Linked DNA regions of Mus musculus: regions 1, 3 and 4 are each linked to region 2. The links are chromatin contacts, called in public HiChIP or PLAC-seq and promoter capture Hi-C maps. All regions are on one chromosome and are shown on one strand. The core of a region is the stretch at or near the end of the contact, and the rest is flanking DNA. Distances in the headings are between cores, read along the strand shown. Region 1 holds the start of Rpp25 (ribonuclease P/MRP 25 subunit). Region 2 holds the start of Csk (c-src tyrosine kinase). Region 3 holds the start of Scamp5 (secretory carrier membrane protein 5). Region 4 overlaps Ppcdc (phosphopantothenoylcysteine decarboxylase).

Region 1 (4,505 bases), core at 946-3,445, 140 kb after region 2:
TCAGTGATCCAAAACACAAGCAGAGATACTGGGAAGAGAGAAGAGGCTTCCCCAAGGCGCCCTCCATCAGCTGCAGAAACCCACGTCCTCGCCAGTAGGATTTATTTCAAGGTTCTACAGGCAAAGTGACTTACAAATTTATTCTCTCCCATCTCCTTTCCAGAGGTGCTGGGTTCCATGGGGTAGCATCTGCTCTGAAGATTCTGAGCTGTACGCTGCACAGCTCCCCAGCACACAGCACACCCCCGCCCCCTCCAGGCTTGGACTTGGGCTGAGAGGCATCTGAGGCTGTTATCTCTCCACACACAGCTGTGCAGGGCTGGAGGCAGCGGCTTATCAGGGAGCCCGCAGTGATTCACAGCCCAAGCTTCTCTGCTGAATAGTAATTTCCAGCAGTGGATTTGTGCTGTCTCTCTCCTCCCCCTCTCCCAAGGGTGTGCTGTCCTTTTGCAGAGAGAGGGCAGTGAAGGGGAGCTCCTACTCTTGGGGCTTTGTGCCTGCCTCTGGGTAAGAATGTCTACTGCGAGGAGCGAGCAAGGTTAGAACCTTAGCATGGTCTGCCGGCCTTGGCAGGCTGCCGCCTCCAGCTCATCAATGCTCCCCCCTCCTTCCCCTCCCAGAGAAGTAGCAAAACTGCTTCCTTTCCCTTGTGGTGATACAACAGTGACACAGACCCCGGCCCCCTCCACCACAAGTCCCTCTTTCAACATTTTGACACTGCCCCAGTCTCTGTGTCTGACCTTGAAGACTCCAAAGGCTAATAGGGTTGAAGGCAAGCATGCCAAAGTGGTCTCTGCACAGGCGAGTGGGTAAGGAAAAAGAAAAAAAGAACAAAACTGAAGACAGAGCCATTTTCACGTTTGTTTTATTGGAAGCAAGACTCCAGCAGGACTCGGGGAGGAAGCATGGCAGATTTTGTCCTAAGTCCCCTCTCAGCCATCATGCAAGGCGGGTGGGGGAGGGATGCTAAAAGGGAATTGCTAGGGTGTGTGTGTGTGTGGGGGTGCAGAATAGGGTCCGGACATTTTCAACTTGGCCATCCTCAAGTAATCAGCTCCGTAGCTCCCGCTCTCAGTTAACAGCAAAGATGATTTTTAAAGCCTCAACTGTCAGCATCCATGCATACTGGGTGCTTTTAACGTCTGGGTCCCCAAGAAAGCTCAAGAGTCCCACTACCCACCATGCTTCCCTAAAAAAGACGGCCTAGCAAAGGTGTGGGTGGTGTTCTGTGGCTTCTGGTAACATGTCCCACAAAGTTTCCTTGGACTTCAAGGATCCTCTCTTCTCATTCCTGAGCTCTCTCCTGTCGCCTTGGGATCCGCGCTGTCATTCTGAGGACCGGTGTCCAGGAACATGGGCCCCTTAAAACCCAGGTATGAAAGGTGCGTGTGTTGAAAGGTATGCAGGAGTGTTGAAGATATATGATTCAGTCGGTCTGGGTGGCTCAGAGGCGAGAATTCTCAGGCGGTCCTGTCCTCATTCTCAGCCTCTGGCTCAGGCTGAGACCGCTTAGCGGTGCCTTCTTCAGCAGCAGATTCCCCCAGGCTCCTCTTGGACGTCGACACCGTAGGAGGGGACGAAGGACCAGGACTGAGGTTCGGAGGCTGGTAGCCAAGTTGTCGTGGATCCAGTGCGTCCTTTGAAAGTAGGATGGCGAGGCTCGGTACATTCTTAAGTACACTGAGACTGGCGGCCGGATCGCTGGGCGTCTGACCCGGTGTGGGCCCAGGCGGGAGGCTCTGCCACACCTCGCGCACGCTCCGGTAGCGCAGCCGCGTGACCTGGTGTAAGCCCGCCAGGCGGCGCTTGAGAATCTCGGCGCACGTGACGGTCTTGGTGGTGGCCCGGCCGCAGCCACTGAAGACGATGGCGCGCGTGGCTGGCTGCGCCATGCTGGCGGTGGCGAAGGCCAGTAGGTTGCGGATCTTGCTGCCCTCCTTGACCCGCATGTGTACAGCACCGGGTGCCAGATCTGCAAAAGGGCCAGAGTTCGGGCTGCCACCCTCATCACCGTCCCCCGCCGGCGCCTCCTCCGAGCGCACCTTACGGAAGTTCTCCATGCGCCGTCGTCGCTGGGATCGCAGGTTTTGCCATGGGGCCGCCTCAAGCCCGGGGCTGCATGGCCGCGGGTCGTGCCGGGCGAGAGCTGGCAGGGATTGGGGTGCCGGCGCCGAGTGAAGGTTGGAGGGTGGGCTGGGAACGTGCAGTCTTCAGCCCAGACTTCTACAGGGTAGTGATGTTCTACTCTGCGCCCTCGGCACCTTGTGCTCCGCGCCTTTAGCAGAAGCTCCGCCTGGGAGCCAGATAGGACCCGCCCCTTCGCCCAGGACCCGCCCCAACTCTGCGTGACTTGTCCCAGTCCCTCCAGCCTTTGGGATCCAGCGCTGGAGCTCAGCGGCTGGGGTCACAGAGCCACGGGTGATTTGGGAGGTGAAGTTCTCCGAAGTCACCATCTGTTCTCCCTGAACCAGACCTTATGCAGGAACAACCTAAATAAATACTATGCTTAAGGTTCAAATGCCGACTCAAGCCTGGTCCCTGAGCCCTGCGGGGTTCCAGCGCAAGGGCATCCCTAGACCCCTCCTAGGTAAGAGATCTCCAAACCACCTTTTGGGGCTTCGCTACTCCACCCCTCCAGGGACCTCCCTCCCGTTCTCTTACTATATTTTTGCGTCAAGGGCAGCCAGTGCATGGTCAGCAGAGAGTGGGAGGCGTTGGCTGCGGCTGCACGCAGCGCCTTCCCTGGGCTGGGACCGCTACGTCGTGGCCTGGTCCTTGCGTAGCTGCTTAGAGAGACACTAAGCTTTGCTCCTCCTGATCATACCTCCAGGCTCCCGGCACCTATGCACCTCTGAAATGCAGGAAGTGATGCGTTGGGCCAGCCTAAAGTGAATGGGGAACAGGAGACCATTTCTTCCAAGGCGTTAAATTCTTATATTCATGCCTGAAAGTCCTTTACTGGAGCTGCATACATGTTTATGAGCGTGGCTCAGCCCGAGCTAACGCCGGATTCCTGACTTCCAATTCCAGGTGGAATTCCTTGCCAGTCAGCCTTGGCCTCTAGAAATCCAGAGGGTTGTTTTTGTTAAAAGGAGACTGAGAGAAGACAGGTTTTAAGAGGTGGGAGGCAGGGTGGAGTGCCTTGGCGGAATGTGTGTGTGTGGGGGCGGGTACTTGCAAACTCTGGGAACTCCACTGAATCTGAGCAGAGGCTCGGGCTCTGCTGCGAGGTGAGGTGGGCAGTAGAAAGATGAGGTCTGATCAAAGCAAGACTGTTTAATAAGGAGTGACCCTGGCCTGGGGCCACGCCCTCAATATTCAATCCCGTTTCCATGGAAAGGCAGGGAGGGAATCAGACAGACGTGGGAAGCACCGGGAAGGAAGACGCACTGAGGACTGTAAGGAACGGTGTTCTCAAAGTATCAGCAAGATGGTGTTTGGATGAGCACAGCATCAGTCTAGGGGGAGAGCTGCCCGGCCCTCCTCTTCCTCTTTGCTATCTGTGACAATTCTCAGCCCCTCAGCTCAGAACAACGAGCTTATATCTCATCTCTTCTTGGAGTGTGGCTGCAGCAGCTGGACTTTTTATTTTTTATTTTTACCTCAAGTGTGAGTGACTGGCTCCAATCTCCTGCTCACACTCCAGGAGTGTGCCCCGAACTGGGACTCTGCCCTGGATCTAATCTTAATTCTTGTAGATTTCACAGGGAGAAGCAGGCTCTGGAGTCCCAACCTTGGGGAGACCCCACGACTGAGTGCACTCAGGCAAGTGGTGGACTTAAAGTCGGCAGTTTTGGATTGATCTGAGAAAAAGTTCCAGAAAGACTAGAAGCTATGTAGGAATGTGCTGGTTGGAAAAGAAGAGAGCTCTGCGTTCCCTGGAGTATGCAAGCCTGGGTTAAACAACTTGGAAATCATGTAGGCCGTACACTACAATTTGGAAGATCTGGGGGCAGCAGGTTTGTTCTGAAAAGAGTGAATGGTTGTGCCTCTACCCAAGTTGGCCCTCAAGGACACCGCCACCCTCTCCCAGTACCACTACCCTCTGCCAGAGACTCTCCCATTCACTTTATTTTCCTGTGGAGGGAGAACGCAGAAAAGGCCCGGTTCCCCGCCCGCGCATCGCTTCCTTTCCAGCTCCCTCAGCAGCACTTAAAATGTAAATGCACATCGTGATTAGCCGCGGGGTCGCTAATTACAGCTGAAGCCATTCATTACGCTGTCAGCTCTCTCCATCGCCTGCCGGCTGTGCAAGTGGGGAGGTGATGGGGGAAAAGGATGTGGGGACAGCTCGATGCTGGCAGCCTGAAAGCCCAGAACTGGCAGAGAGGCGGTGAGCCGAAGAAACCGGTTGGACCGTGAAGAAGCCGTGGTGTCAGAGAGGGGAGAAAGGCGGGAGGCTGGAAGGAAGGAGATTAAGTGAGGAGGATGAAGAGGAAGGGTATATGAGAAGCGATACCAGGATGGGAAGAAGGCCAGAGGAGGAATCGTGCGAGATAGGTAGG
Region 2 (4,786 bases), core at 1,206-3,705:
TGGGTAACAGAAGATGTATTGGTGATAAAGCTGGAGCAAAACATAGCATATTTACTCAGGTATTCCGCCCCCCAAGTCTCCACAGCCTCCCCACCACTCAGCCCCCTTTTATCAGACAGAGTGGAGGTGATGTCAGTCTCTCCCTCCCAGAAGGCTTTGCAGCCCGCTGAAGCCCTTTCCTTCAGGCTGAGCAGCAGCAGCATCCCCAACTGGGGCCATGTTATCATTCCATCTTGACCTCAAAGGAAAGAAAGTGAAGTCTGATACACACACACACACACACACACACTCTCTCTCTCTCTCTCTCTCTCTCTCTCTCTCTCTCACTCTCTCTCTCTCTCTCTCTCTCACACACACACACACACACACACACACACACACACACACACATGCACCATCACTCCAGGCCTGTTATCTTGCTGAATCTGCACCATCTCTCATGAAAGAGGCATGCTCTCAGCCTGATCTCACCAAAGAGGAAACAGCTCAGAGACCTTAGGTAACTAGTTCAAAGCCACACAGCTCTTGAGATTTAACCTTGAGATTCGGTCCCCAAATATCTGTTTCCCCCCCCCCCTCTGTGTCACACCTAACTCTGAGATCTTCTAGGTGCCTCCACCAAAGGTGTCCCTAAAGAACCAGTTCCCTGTAAGCAAACTGGTACTAGGCATGCTGGGTGAGAAGACCAACCTGTCGTCTGGGGTGGGAGTTGAGCATATCCAACTCCTGCTTCTAACATTTTAAGTTATTTGCAATCTGCAACCTTGCTTCTCACAGAGCCCCTTTCTTCCCCTCAGTCAGTACCACTTTACATTGCATTCCAAGTCTTTGCCAGCAGCGTCTCCTCTCCCATCTGAAGATCCCCCTCCCACTCCCTCACCCCCATCCCCTGCTCCTAAACTAGTACCCTCTTTCAGTCCTGGTCCTTAGAAAGTGCTCCTACACCTAGCACCTCCAACGGACTTTCTGGCTTCTCTCTAGCCACTGTGCTTCCATTCTGTGGCCCTCCCATACAGGAGCACTGCTTGCTCCTGTAGCTGAGAGCAAATTGCTCCGGGAGGATCCCGGACTCCTCATTAACAATGGTGCATAATAACAGCCCGTGTTTAATTGAGGACTCACCACGTGCCACTTGCGCACCGAGCACTTCAAACCTATTAACTCATTTCCTCTCCACAAAACCTTACAAAGTTGGTGGTACCGCTCTTGCTCACTTTACCAAACCACAGTGGAAAAGGACAGACAGAGATTAGCTAACTGGTCCGACGTTGTTACACAGCCAGTGACAACTTCCCTATTGCATCTCAGCTGAAAATAAAGCCCGGAAGAGTTCCAAGAAGCTCTGTGGTTCTTTGGCCCTGTAGCTTGCAGGACTGACCGCATCTCTTTCTGCTTTCCCCTACACACGAAGTAAGTCAGGTCTCCCTGCTGTGTTCCCAGATCTAGAAAATCAACCCATGTTCCCTTCTTTCCTGTTTCTTGTGGACCTTGTACCTTTTTTTTTTTTTTCATTGTTTATCAATTTGTTCTTTGTGACAATATTTTTGCAACAACCCCTCATGAGAATTTGGCAGATATAGAGGTTTTAAGAAGTGGACTCCGGCCGGGTAGTGGTGATGCACACTCTTTTTGTTTGTTTGTTTTATGTTTTGTTTTGTTTTTCGAGACAGGGTTTCTCTGTGTAGCCCTGGCTGTCCTGGAACTCACTTTGTAGACCAGGCTGGCCTCAAATTCAGAAATCCACCTGCCTCTGCCTCCTGAGTGCTGGGATTAAAGGCGTGGGCCACCACCGCCCGGAAATGCACTCTTTAATTCTAGCACTTGGGAGGAAGAAGCAGGCAGATCTTTATGAGTTCGAGGCCAGCCTGGTCTACAGAGCAAGTTCCAGAGCTACATAGTGAGACCCTGTCTCAGAAAAACAAAAGATAACAAAAAAACTACAAAGGAGGAGAAGGAAGAAGAGGAAGAGAAGGAAGAAGAGGAGGAGGAGAGAGGAGAAAGGAGGTGGAGGAGAAGGAAGGAGAAGGACGGTGGTAGACTACAGAGCAGGGGCTGTGTAAATGCATGCTTACTGTCCCAGAAGAGTCTAGGCCTAGCCTCCACTATAGAAAGAAAACTTCGCTGGGGGGGGGGGGGGGGGGAAGAGGAGGAGAAGGAGGAGGAGGAAGCAGAGACGGTGGTAGACTACAGAGCAGGGGCCGTGTAAATGCATGCTTACTGTCCCAGAAGAGTCTAGGCCTAACCTCCACTCTAGCAAGGAAGCTTCGCCTAGAGGAAGCTGAGAGGTTGGCTCTAGCATGCTGGTGGCCCTCTGAAAGGACCTTCGGGAGCCTTCGCGAAGGCCAGCAAGTGGGGGCAGGGCGTAGACGCGGACACACCCCCCGCATTTCCTCCAAGGTCCAGCAGAGGGCGCCGACCCACGCCCCGCTGCTCGCCCGGCAGGCCCCCTCGCGCAGGCGCGCCGCAGCGGGCGGAGGATCCGGGCCGCGCTTCCTCTCACCAGGCCTGCGAGCTTCCTCCCATCGGAGCCCGGGCGAGCTGAGGTTGGCCGCCGCCGCTGAGCCTGCTGCCTTCCTTGCGCTTCCGCGCCACCCTGCGCCCTGCCCCGGGGAATCCCACCGGGGTGGGGTCCGAGCAGGGCCAACCCGGGCCGCGCCGCCGTCGGGGCCGTCCCCGGGCCAGCCGTCCCTCCCGCCTGGCCAGCCTCTGGCCGCCCAGCCTCCGGGGTGTGGGGCTTAGGCAAGCCCTGCGAGCGGCGATCGAACGCCCGGGGCGGCCCCCCGGCGGCGGCGCGACGTCCCCAAACCGAACCTCCGTGGCCGCGTTCGGAAGCGGAACTCTGCCGGGGCCGCGCCGGCTACATTGTTTCCTCCCCCCCGGACTCCCTCCCGCCCCCTTCCCCCGCCTTTCTTCCCTCCCCGCCTGGGGCTGCGCGGCAGTCCCCCTGCCTGTCTGGCTCCCCTTCCCTCTCTTTTCGCATCCATACACCTCTTTGTACCGCACCCCCTGGGGACCCCTGTGCCCCTCCCCTCCCCCTTGGCCGCATGGACTGTCCTGCAGGCCACTGATGCCGCCCTCGGTGAGGAGGCCTGGACCGCAGTGCCCCCAGAGAGGTGAGTGCTGGGCAGCCCCAAAGGAGGTGGGTGTCCTAATGCCCCCTAGAAGGGAGGAGGTCGCTCGTCCCGCCTCTGTAGCCACCACCGCCGCGCCCACACCCATCCCCCCAACCCCCCACCTCCCAAACGGGTTCGAATTCTCCCGGGAATCACTGTCAGAACACTACTGGGAATGAGCCACAAGGGAGGTAGTACTACCCAGCACCACGAGAGAATTGGCTTAGGTCTGCAGAGTCCTACCTTCCCACCCCCCAACTCCCGTGAGGAGAGCAGAGTGGGAAGTGGCTGGACCCCGGAGGAAGAGAAGTGGTATGGGCCGGACTCCCGGGCGTTTGCCCTTTCCCGTTCAGGGCTTCCCTGAAGGTATCCTGGCTTGTCTGGTTCTGAACTCTACTTCAGTCGTTGCACAGAGGTTCTATTGGCTCCAAGCAGCCCAGGGCCATGCCACCTCCCTTTGTGCCTGATAGAAGGCCGGGTCCTTGAACTAAGCCTGTCACCCTTGACCTGCCAGAGGATCAGGCTTAAAGCAAGGGACCTCTGACCCTTGGGTGGAGAAACTGGGCAGGGCTTCCAGTCTGCGTAGAGGTGACACTGGGCATTGGTACTGTACCCCGTTCCCCCCACCCCCACCCCCAGCATCCTCATCAGTCTATTTTCCCAGGCTTCTCAGGACCCAGACCAGTTATTTGGAAGGGGTGTGTCCAGTCACTGGATCTTTGGAGCTTAAGTAGGAGTTTTTTTTTTTTTTTTTTGATCATTTTGTATAGCAGGGAACTGAGGCCCAAGGGGCAGGTCATATTCCAGGCTCCTGATGGAGGGAGGCTAGCTGTCTCTCATTCCCACTTCTGCAATGATGGATGGCTGGAGGTGGAGGGGAACCAGACCCACTCTGTAACTACCAGGGACACTGGCAGTCTCCAGCCTGACCCAAGAGGGACCTTGTGGGGTGAGCGAGCACGTGTTCCCTTGCAGAGGGCTAGAGAAGAGGGAAAGGGCTTCCGGCCTCAGTGCTGTCTTCTTACAGGCCGAGATATCGTATGCATTGCTTATAAGACTTCCTCTCAGTGCGTGGGACTGGGTCCTAATCGTGTGGGCCATCTGTGTGGTGTGGTGTGGTTAGGTGTGCAGAAGCCTGGTTCTGGGCAGCTTTGAAACAGCCTGGTAGTTAGTTCTGACCCTGCCTTTCCCACATTTACCAGATGGCTCAGTCAGAACCTGAATGGGGTCAGCGTAGGCAGAGTGGCAGACAACCTTGGACTGAAAGTGTCAGTATGGGGGAATGTTGACACTTGGGGCTTGTTTCTGTCTCCCTGGACCCTAGATGTCGTAGTGTCTCGGTAATGGCCACAGCAGGATCAGGCCAGAGGCACTAAGGTTGGCAGAGCAGCAGGATCTTCTAGACCCCTCAGGATGCTGAGCTCTGCCTAGGCCCCCGTGAGCCACAGGCTGTTTTGTCTTGCTCAGGCCCTTGCCCTTGGTTAAGGTTTTACCCATTGCTCTAAGAAGCACTGGGGTGGGGGTGGGGTATACAGTCACATCGCCTCATGCCGACCCGAACTTCTTCTGTCTAGCCTTAGGGGTTGTGGCTAGGCCTGACATGGCTGGGTGCTTCTTACTAACTTGGCTGCAAGGGTGTGGCCAGAGTCCAGAGATCTTTTAGAAAGCAGCCT
Region 3 (4,663 bases), core at 1,811-4,310, 180 kb after region 2:
GTTTTTTTTTTGTTTTTTGATTTTGTTTATTCTGTCTGTTTCATCTCTCTTGTTTGTGAATGAGTATTTTATCACAGCAACAAGCAAAGAAACTAAGACTGTGTTATTTCATTTTATCTTCACAAACCACTGAAGCTTGGATCCTGTGATTTTTACTGCTATTTCCCATAACTGCAGGCCACGGGGGACAAGCACCTGACTCACATTTACCCTCCAGGAAGGGGCAGTTTACCTCTTCTGCCCACCTCCTATGTCGCTTCTTCTTGTAAGTGATCCACAAATGCTGGTTAAACAAGCATTTGTTTACATGATGGTCACTATGACACAATTATTCCCCTCCATTCACAAAAGTGCCACAATGTCTCTTCAGACACACCAGAAGAGGTCACACACCAGATCCCATTACAGATGGTTGTGAGCCACCATGTGGTTGCTGGGAATTGAATTCAGGACCTCTGGGAGAGCAGTCAGTGCTCTTAATCACTGAGCCATCTCTCCAGTCCCCTATCTCATTTTTAAAAAATCGATTAAGAATCTCAATTGAGTGATCAGGGGAAAATTATTTATGAATAGTACAATTATTATATGAGAACACCAACATCTTCTCTAAACGGCCCATATGAGCCATAAGTTATCTCTTAATAGTTCCATGTGGAATCCAGATATTCACCCTGAGGAAGCGTTATCATCCCAGGTCCCAGCTTTTGTCCAAGCTGTCGCTCTCAGACCTCATAAGTTCATCGGTTCTCCCCGTAGTTTTGTAAACCAGCATAAACTTGGTTTATTTCAGGGATAGTCAGTAGTGATGTAATACAAAACATACTGATCGATTGTCGTGTGCTGTTAACCTTTATTGAGAAACTGGATGTAGGGGGATTTCCCTTAGCAATCTTGACCCAAGCATTCTTTTTTATTATTTTTTTATTATTTATTTATTTATTTGTAGTTTTTCAAGACAGGGTTTCTCTGTGTAGACCTGGCTGTCCTGGAACTCACTTTGTAGACCAGGCTGGCCTTGAACTCAGAAATCCGCCTGCCTCTGCCTCCCGAGTGCTGGGATTAAAGGCGTGCGCCACCACTGCCCGGTGACCCAAGCATTCTTATATAAAGTGTCCACCAAAGCCCTTTGTCTGGGGGGAGGCTGGCGCCTTGCTTCTGTGACTGGCAGAGAGTAGAGCAAAATAACCCAAGAGTAAAAACACTGTGCTCTTGTGCACAGCTGGAAGATACACTTTCCCCAGATGTTACCGTGGTGTAAATCTGCCTCCAGTGTGAACAGGAAGCCTGGACCTCTTTGACAAAGATACTGTCAGTGGGGGAAACTACAGCATGGCTGTCCCCTGACCCCACCCCAGGCCTCTGCTAGATGTTGTCAGCCCGATGTCCTGATGTTTACTCCACATCTGCTACTTGCTGTTTGTTCTTTTATTTTTGCTCGCTACCTGCCTAACATACTCAATCATTTGAACCTGGAAGTCCAGGGGCTGGAGAGATGGCTCTGTGGGTTGAGAGGACTGGCTACTCTTCCAGAGGAACCAGGGTCTTATGCCCATGACCCTAATGATGGCAGAACACAACCATCTCCAGTCCCTAGACGATTGTCCCATGTGCTCTTCCAACTTCCACAGGCACTGCAGGTTATATGGTGCACAGACACGTATGTAGGCAAAACACCCCGCACAAAATATAACAATGAAAAATTATATATAATTTTTATACATCAAAATAATCATAAAAAATAAAAAGAAATTGAAAATAAAAGAGAATCTGGTCTCTGTTTGAAGGCTGGGACTCTTCCTTCTGGCTGGTCTGGTAGCTTCTGCTGCTTCCTGTTCGGCCAGCTCAGCCTCCTTCTGGTCTCTTCTGCACTTGTTCTTGTCTGCTCTTCTCCTCTCCCTCCCTTCCCATGCCAGCTGTGGGAGTGAGGCCCCAGTGCCAGCAGGCTAGAGCCACACAATGGGCCCTTAGTCTGGGCAAAGAATCCCTGCAGTGTATCCCACCCACTGAAGCCCTCTTCCAGGCCCAGGGTGGTGTGGGTGAGGGATCGAAGCCATTGGTTGGCAGGGCAGGGGATGGCCTTGGCTGTGGAGGACCCACAGGGTTTTACTATGTAAACACCACTCACAATGGCAGCTTGTCTTCCTACCCCAGCCCCATGTCGCCAAGGAGTCTCGGAGCTACACTAATTCTGCACTTGTAAGCATTTACCTTGGTCCCTTCTCATTCTTGCTGTTAACATCTGTACATTATTATCTCTTTCCTTCTTCTTCTTTCTTGTCTTTTTTTTTTCAGAGCTATTCCTTATTCTTCTATTCCTTATTTCCCTTCCTTTTTGAGACAGTAGCTCATGTGTATCCTGGTAGTCCAGTACTTCCCCACTTGCTGTGTAGATAAACTGGCTTTGAACTTGCACTGACCCCATTGCCTGTGTCTTGGAAGGGCTAGGAATATTGATGTGAATCAACCCACACACCTGTGCTCTCTCTGTCTCTCTCTGTCTGTCTCTGAGATCTCACTATGTAGCTCCAACTGTCCTGGAACTTATGAAGATTAAGCTGCCTTTGAACTCACAGAGACAAGCACTCTGGATTTGGATCCCCGGAACTGGGGTTATGGTACTACCATATGGGTGCTAGGAATCAAACCCCAACCCTTTGTAAGAGCACAACAAGTACACTTAACCACTGAGCCATTTCTCCAGCCCCTCATCAAGCTGTCTCTTCCTCTTTCCCGGTACATCCCACAGGTCCCTGCGATTGGTATGGGGGTTATTCTTCCCACTTTGCAGATGTGGAAGTTAAGGCACTAGTTGCTGGCACTACTGTATGTTTCTCCTTTCTATGCACTCACTGTGCTCTTGTCCCCAAGGTGCCCACCTAGCACCTGGACGAGGAACGGCCGAATATTTAGCACCACGGACAGCTCCTGCAAGGTGCGGAGGCGCCGGTGCCTTGCTTCTCGCGAGCGCTCGTGGAATAGCCTTACGAGCAGTGTGGGAGTCTCGCGAGAGTGGTTGCAGCAGGCAGGGCGGCACGGGAGCGCGCGGGCCCGCCTCGGACGCGCGCGCACGCTCCCCGCCCCCAATCCGGGAGCCGCTCGCGGCCCGCTCCGCGCCTGATCGCCCGGTGCAGCGCAGCTCAGCGCGGCGCAGCGCGACTACCTTTCTGCAGCCGAGCGGTCGGGGCTGGTGAGTCCTGGGCCTGGAGACCCAAGGAGGGCACTGCGGGGAAGCTACGAGCTGGGTTGGAGAGGTGTCAGCGGCTCCAATTTTCTGCCTTCAAAGAGTCCCTCTTCATTTGAGGGGGTAGGTCGAGCTTCTGGAGAGGTGGGGAGTCGAGGTGACCTTTCCTGCTTGGGGTGGTAAGCGCTCTTTGTACACCCCTAAATCCTCCTCCCCATTCCTGTTTCCTCTTTCCTCTGTCCCCGCAGAGGGAGCCCGGGATTTGGGTGACGTCAGGCCCTTGGATGGAGCCTGGGCTTTGGGCCCTCCACCCCACAAACCCCGAGTTCCACCTGGCATTCCCTGGAAGCCGGCCTCCTCCTTTTGGGATGGCGCATGCGGCCGGGGATGGGAACGTCTGGAATCTAGTGACCGTGGTATCACAAAAGGCACCTGCAGGTGGACCCAAGTTGTACTCATCCCTGGAAGGCCGACCTTTGTACCGCGGGTCTGAGCAGCCTGGTTTTTGGAGGAGGGGGATGGGTGCACTGCCTAGGGCCCGGATACCACCAGGGCTTTGGGGAGTGGGATGGGGGTGCTGGATGTAGCGCATCCAGCATTAGCACCAGTCAGTCACGAGGAAGGAGGGGAGATGTGTAAGAACCAATCCCCGTCCTTGCCTTGAGGTTCTCCTGATCTGGAGTCTGGGGGAGTCAAGTAAGACTAGGACTGATAATTGGTTGTTAAAGGCCGACTTGAGGAGATCAGCAAAGGCCAGGGCTGGAGACAGAGACAAGAGGCAGCAGCTGTCAGGAGGAGACTTTCTGGAGGTGGGATTTGGAAGGAGGCAGAGGCGAGAGAGGGCATCTCAGTGTGGTAATGGACAAAGTTCAGAGGTGGGCATGAAGCACTGCTGCTCCACCCCAGCCTGTCTGTGGTGTGTGTGGGAGGGATGGTCTAGAGAAATGTGCAACCCGTGCGTTACCCATTATGTCTTCTCCATCAGGACTGTGAAAGAGGGAGATGATTCTGGCAGGGCCACGGTTGGCAGAGAGATTTTGCTTGGGGTTGCTAGTTTAGCGTCTGTGGGAACTTGGAGAGATAGGACCAGCTCTCCATTGCTGAGAGAGAACCGTGGCAGGGATGGGCCATCGAAAATGGAGTGTTAGTAGAGGGGATTAGGAGTCCTGGGACTTGTGGCCATTTCTATTTTTCTTTCCTTTATGTTTTTAAATTGTAATCTACATATACATATATATGGGTGTTTTGCCTGCTTGTATGTGCACCATTGTGTGCAGTGTCCTCCGACCCAGCGTTGGAGCCCATGGAGTTACAAATGGTTGTAAGTTGCCATGTGGGTACTGGGGAAAGTTTGGTCTTCTGGAAGTGCAGTCAGGGCTCTTAATCACTGAGCCATCTCTCCAGTGTGGTTGTCTCTTTAGCCCCCTCTTTGGCTGGTCACTGCTGAACAAGTTGATACCCCTCTCTGGGTATCTTTCTGCT
Region 4 (4,551 bases), core at 967-3,466, 230 kb after region 2:
CCGCCCTCAGCCCTCTGCTCTTCCATCATCCTTCCTCACAGGTCTCCCTCTGCATGCACCTCCATTGAATTCCCTGCCTTTACTGCTTCCCCGTCAGGTCCTCCTTCCCACCGGCATCTAGAAACACCCCAAAGCTAAGACCCAGTTTTCACATTATCAGGGAAAGCTTGGGGAGAACGAGAGGGGAAAACTGGGTGAGAAGTGATTGCCAGATTGGCTTAGGCCTCTGAGACCTCCTGGGAGCTGCTCCCTTCAAGAGCATCTGTCTTCGTTTCTGTGATAATCCTGGGAAGGTCTTTGGTCACCTCTCCCTCTGTTTCTTGACCTTTCACCTCTCATGTTCTGGAGACTTCTACTGGGGACACGGGGAGTGCTGGCTCTGGAGAGAGGGTTGTGATCACCATGCAGACAGGGGAAATTTCCATGCTGAGCACTGTAGGCTCAGGTGAGCCCATTAGTCTTTGGAGCCTGCTTGGTGCTAGGCACTAAGTAGACCTTTAATAATACTGCTTGTATGTGGTAGGAAGTAATTCTCTCTCATAAATATTTTTTGTTTTTGAATTTATGTTTGTGTTTGTGTGTGCTTGTGTGTAGGCTTGTGTCAGACTTTTGGCAGTCCTCCTGCCTCTGCCTTCTGAATGCTGGCATTACTGGTGTGTGTTACTCAGCTCAGTTTTAGAGTTGAAAATGCTGAAGAAATAAATATTGAAGATGCATCAAGAACTTTAGGATATCACATATGATGGGGGCCCTTCATCTGGGCCCTGTGGCATAAGCCTGTAATCCTGGCAACTTGAGAGGCTGAGGCAGGAGGATCAAAATCTCAAGGCCTGGTGGGCTACAGAATGAATCTCTAAAGAAAGTAAAGAGGGCTGGAGCAGAGTGCTTGTGGCAGAGTGCTTGTGTAGTGAGTGGGAAACCCCAGGCTCACTCATTTCCCAGGATGGTGTGTAAAAGAAAGGCGGACACTAGTATCCTTATTTGCTTATGAGGCGCTCTTCTGGGAAGCTGCTGGTGACCCAAGCATTGTTAGACTAAGAATATAGGATGGGAGGAACACCCTCCCTGATGCTGTGGCCAGGAGCAGACTGGGAAGGACAGGGAAGCAGAGCTGGGTATAGCATGGTTGTCACTGCCTAGTAGAAACTGGAGAGGGGGTACTCAGCCGTGCACCCTGCTGCGCTCCCATTGGGAGGTTAGCAGCAGCTGATGTGATAAAACACTCCAACCTCAGAGCTGAACCCCAGCCACTTTCTTAGGCTTCCTCCTTCCCTCTGAAGATGCAGGCCACCCCCCTTGTTGTTGATGTTATTGTTATTGCTGTTATATGCGCTGCTCCTCCCCCATTAGAAACAGTCTTGAGCTGAGTTGGAGAGATGGCTCAGAGGTTAAGAGCACTGGGTGCTCTTTCAGAGGACTGGGGTTTGATTCCTAGTACCCACGTGGAGGTTCACAACTGTCTGTAACATCAGTCTCGAGATCTGGCATCTTCTTTTGGCCTTGGTGGGCACCAGGCACACTTGTGATACACAGACATATATGTGGTCAAGACATGTAAAACAAATATAATGTCATGTAGACCAACTGGCCTGGAAATCCTGATCCCCTCTCTCTTCCTTCCCCAGGTGGGATTGCAGGCATGGCCTGAGGGCCTGGCTTTTTTTTCTTCCAGGCTGCTTGCTACACCTCTGTTTTTGAGGTTTTCTTCTTCAGAATTGGCTGGACAGTGGAACATGTTCCCCAAACTAAGCATTTGCCTCAGTTTCCCTTGAAGACAGATGTCTGACACAATCCCTGGTGTTACGGTTTGAGCTGTTGGCACTCTAGGTGGTGTGGCCACCTCCTCCTCAGTATCTTCTTAGAGACCTGAAGGATGCTCAGCCTGCTCCCTCTTTGCAGGCAGTTGTCTCCAGCATTGGAAGGATGCTGGAGAGGAGCCTGCTAGATGTTCTCAGTCCTGCTCTCCAGGCCCTATGCCTGGGGATGGCTGTCTCCGTCTGTTCTGGCCTGGCTTCTGTGCTAAGTTGTCAGGTCCAGAAAGAGGAGTCGATGCCCCAGGTTGCCAGTCTGACGCTAGTCTCTGGACTGGGATCCAGCCGTCTGCCATGCCTGAGCAGATTCCCAGGGCCAAGGCTGAGGCACCCAGCATGCTGCCAGCCACTTGGCTGGAGCGGCAGTGTCCTCTTCCCTTCCTACTGCTAGTTGCTTCAGAGGAGCTGTGGTTTGTCCAGGAAACACTGAGCTGCGAGTCAGACAGTTGGGAAGTAGCCCTGCCGAGGGCAGACAGGTTGGAGTTTGCTGTGGTCAGCATGCTCTGTTTTGAGGGTTCTTAGAGCCCAGCCCCACCCCGTTCCTACACCACTCATCAAGGGTCCTTTCTAGGTTTGCTTATGACTCTGTCAAAGCAGCAGGTAGCACAGAGCCAAGAAGAAATGTGACTGAAGGTGTCCACCCACAGCCAGCTTGTCTTCTTGAGAGGAGCTGGTGGGAGACCAATGTTGATGCCTGGGACGAGGCAAGCAACCAGATTCCAGACTGTTTGCTGTCCCAGGAGGGGGCAGGGGCACTCGGGACTCGGGACTCTTTCTGAGCAGGGGTGTCATAGTTGCTGTATCCCCGGGAGCTCTCAGGAGGAGGTGGCTGCTGAAGTCAGAGCACAGGAAACCCGTTTCTTCAGGAGCAGTCTGTGGCCTCCCAAGCCTGGGCCTGGGGTAATGCAGGAACCCTAGCTGTGGGACCCGTACTTAGTACCAGGCTCTCAGCTGAGAATGTTGAAAGCTTTTGCATTTTTGCTGGGACCTGGGGGTACCCACCGCTGACATCAGCTCTTAGGAAAGCAGGGGACCAAGAGTAGAAGGTCTTCTGTCACATTGTCAGTTCAGAGGCCAACCTGGGCTACGTGAGATTGTGCCTCAAAAAACTACTACTATACCACACCACCATTAAAAACATTCACAGTCTTTTTAATTAAAAAATTATTTTATTTTATTTTGAAACAGGATCTATGTAGCCTTTGGTGGCCTAGAAGTTGCTATGTAAACCAGGCTGGCTTCAAACTGGGAGAGCTGTGTATGCCTCTGCCTCCCTAGGGCTAGGATCAAAGGAGTATGCTACAGTGCCCAACTTTTTCCTTTCTTTTTAAAATGATTTTCATTTATTTGTTTGTTTTATTGTATGTGGGTACACTATAGCTAGCTGTACAGATGGTTGTGAGCCTTCGTGTGATTGTTGGGATTGAATTTTTAGGACCTCTGCTCACTCTGGGCTACCCTGCTCCGGTTGGCCCTTCTTGGCTTGGGTAGTTCCTTGGCAGGCTCGGTCCCTGCTCGCTCCAGCCCAAAGATTTCTTTATTATTATAGATAAGTACACTGTAGCTGACTTCAGTCGCACCAGAAGAGGGCGTCAGATCTCATTATGGGTGGTTGTGAGCCACTGTGTGGTTGATGGGAATTGAACTCCGGACCTTTGGAAGAGCAGTCAGTGCTCTTACCAGCTGAGCCATCTCGCCAGCCCCAAGATTTTTCATAAAATAAAATAAAAATGACAGGGTCCTGGTATGTATTCCAGTCTGACCCTGAACTTGAGATTCTCTTGTCTCAGGCTCCAGAGGGCTGATATTACAGGCGCATGTCACCATACCTAGCATTCAACCATGGTTTGATATCAAGCTTGCATGACTTCAGAATTCAAAATCTCAAGACTCTGAGTTGGAAATAATCAGGGAGGGAAGGTCTGAACTGGTCTGCTCTGGTGTGTGACCTGGTGGTATGGTCTGGCTTTGGGAGATGGTGAGGCTGCCCAGTCAAAAGGATGGCTGTATAGGTCGCTGTTTGTATCTGTGTGACCTTGGACAACTGTTTATCTCTCAGGGAGCTGCAGCTTGCCCATCTCTGAACAAGGGACAATACCTTCCTTATAGGGCTACAGTAAGGGTTCTTGAGATAATGGATGACGAAGGGTACAGTGTGCTGGATGTTTTCATTCTCAGAGTTTAGTTGTAGAACTGTTGCTACCCAGAAGTAGAACTGTTGCTGAGTAGAGCGTGAACAGTCTGGTTCCTAGCTTTCCAGTGAATAGTGAAGCTGGCCTCCTGTCCCCCTGGGATTGCTTCTCTGTCCTTCAGTTGTGAGCCTGTGTGGAGACTTAGGCTGTTGGGCAGGGTCATTGTATACAGGATGGAGGTCTGTTGGAGGTATCTGGGTCACTGTGGGTGCTGATTGGGTATCTCCTGTGTCTAGGACCAAGCCAGAGCCTGAGTGGAAATGATGAGGGATGAAGAGACAGCCCTCCCTCCCAAGGATGCAAGAACAGATCTCTGTAGATGGGTGATACCCCGTCATCCCTAGGCAACAGCTGCTCTGCTGACCATGGCAAGGACAGTAGGGAGGATTTGGGAGGACCGAGAAGGGTTAGTAGGCAGAGCATCAGCATCTCCCCCCACTCCCCTTCTTTATAGACCTGTGTCATCCGGGCCTGGGACCTAAACAAGCCCCTACTCTTCTGCCCCGCCATGAACACTGCCATGTGGGAGCATCCTCTCACCGCACAGC

Evidence for each region. HiChIP or PLAC-seq counts read pairs in DNA pulled down with a chosen protein or histone mark. Capture Hi-C pulls out chosen DNA fragments and counts their contacts.
Region 1: an H3K4me3 HiChIP or PLAC-seq map of embryonic stem cells shows a contact between it and region 2, with 35 read pairs. The contact joins the promoter of Rpp25 here to the promoter of Csk in region 2. A contact is called at or near these places in 6 of 39 promoter capture datasets (the SN4741 cell line, embryonic stem cells, neural stem cells and 1 more), 17 of 115 datasets of contacts at active chromatin or transcription factors (the HPC-7 cell line, craniofacial prominence, embryonic forebrain and 9 more) and 4 of 9 other capture datasets (adipose tissue, liver, macrophages and 1 more).
Region 3: a promoter capture Hi-C map of adipose tissue shows a contact between it and region 2. The contact joins the promoter of Scamp5 here to the promoter of Csk in region 2. A contact is called at or near these places in 7 of 39 promoter capture datasets (embryonic stem cells, hippocampal neurons, liver and 1 more), 29 of 484 Hi-C or Micro-C datasets (the C2C12 cell line, the G1E-ER4 cell line, the HL-1 cell line and 7 more), 12 of 115 datasets of contacts at active chromatin or transcription factors (T-cell acute lymphoblastic leukemia, embryonic hindbrain, embryonic stem cells and 1 more) and 3 of 9 other capture datasets (adipose tissue, embryonic stem cells and pancreatic islet).
Region 4: an HNF4G HiChIP or PLAC-seq map of pancreatic cancer cells shows a contact between it and region 2. The contact joins the enhancer-like site here to the promoter of Csk in region 2. A contact is called at or near these places in 2 of 39 promoter capture datasets (the C10 cell line and pre-B cells), 2 of 484 Hi-C or Micro-C datasets (granulocyte-monocyte progenitors and spermatogonial stem cells), 5 of 115 datasets of contacts at active chromatin or transcription factors (T-cell acute lymphoblastic leukemia, embryonic stem cells and pancreatic cancer cells) and 1 of 9 other capture datasets (adipose tissue).

What each region holds. Positions count from the first base shown.
Region 1 is chr9:57,501,792-57,506,296 of GRCm38.p6, reverse strand. Rpp25 (ribonuclease P/MRP 25 subunit) reads right to left here and starts at 2,195. Exons shown (of 1, transcript NM_133982.1): 1 at 850-2,195. The coding sequence starts at 2,060. The coding sequence ends at 1,461.
Region 2 is chr9:57,643,322-57,648,107 of GRCm38.p6, reverse strand. Csk (c-src tyrosine kinase) reads left to right here and starts at 2,455. Exons shown (of 13, transcript NM_007783.3): 1 at 2,455-3,113.
Region 3 is chr9:57,466,457-57,471,119 of GRCm38.p6, reverse strand. Scamp5 (secretory carrier membrane protein 5) reads left to right here and starts at 3,060. Exons shown (of 7, transcript NM_020270.3): 1 at 3,060-3,187.
Region 4 is chr9:57,415,161-57,419,711 of GRCm38.p6, reverse strand. It overlaps Ppcdc (phosphopantothenoylcysteine decarboxylase), which reads left to right. Exons shown (of 7, transcript NM_176831.5): 6 at 4,458-4,551. Among named protein-coding and RNA genes, the nearest start is that of Ppcdc, 23 kb to the left of the region's middle. Within about 2 kb of position 2,216, at least 30 of the 459 cell types and tissues checked have an H3K27ac peak or open chromatin away from gene starts, as enhancers often do. A contact at or near this core is called in granulocyte-monocyte progenitors and pancreatic cancer cells, where this site is marked.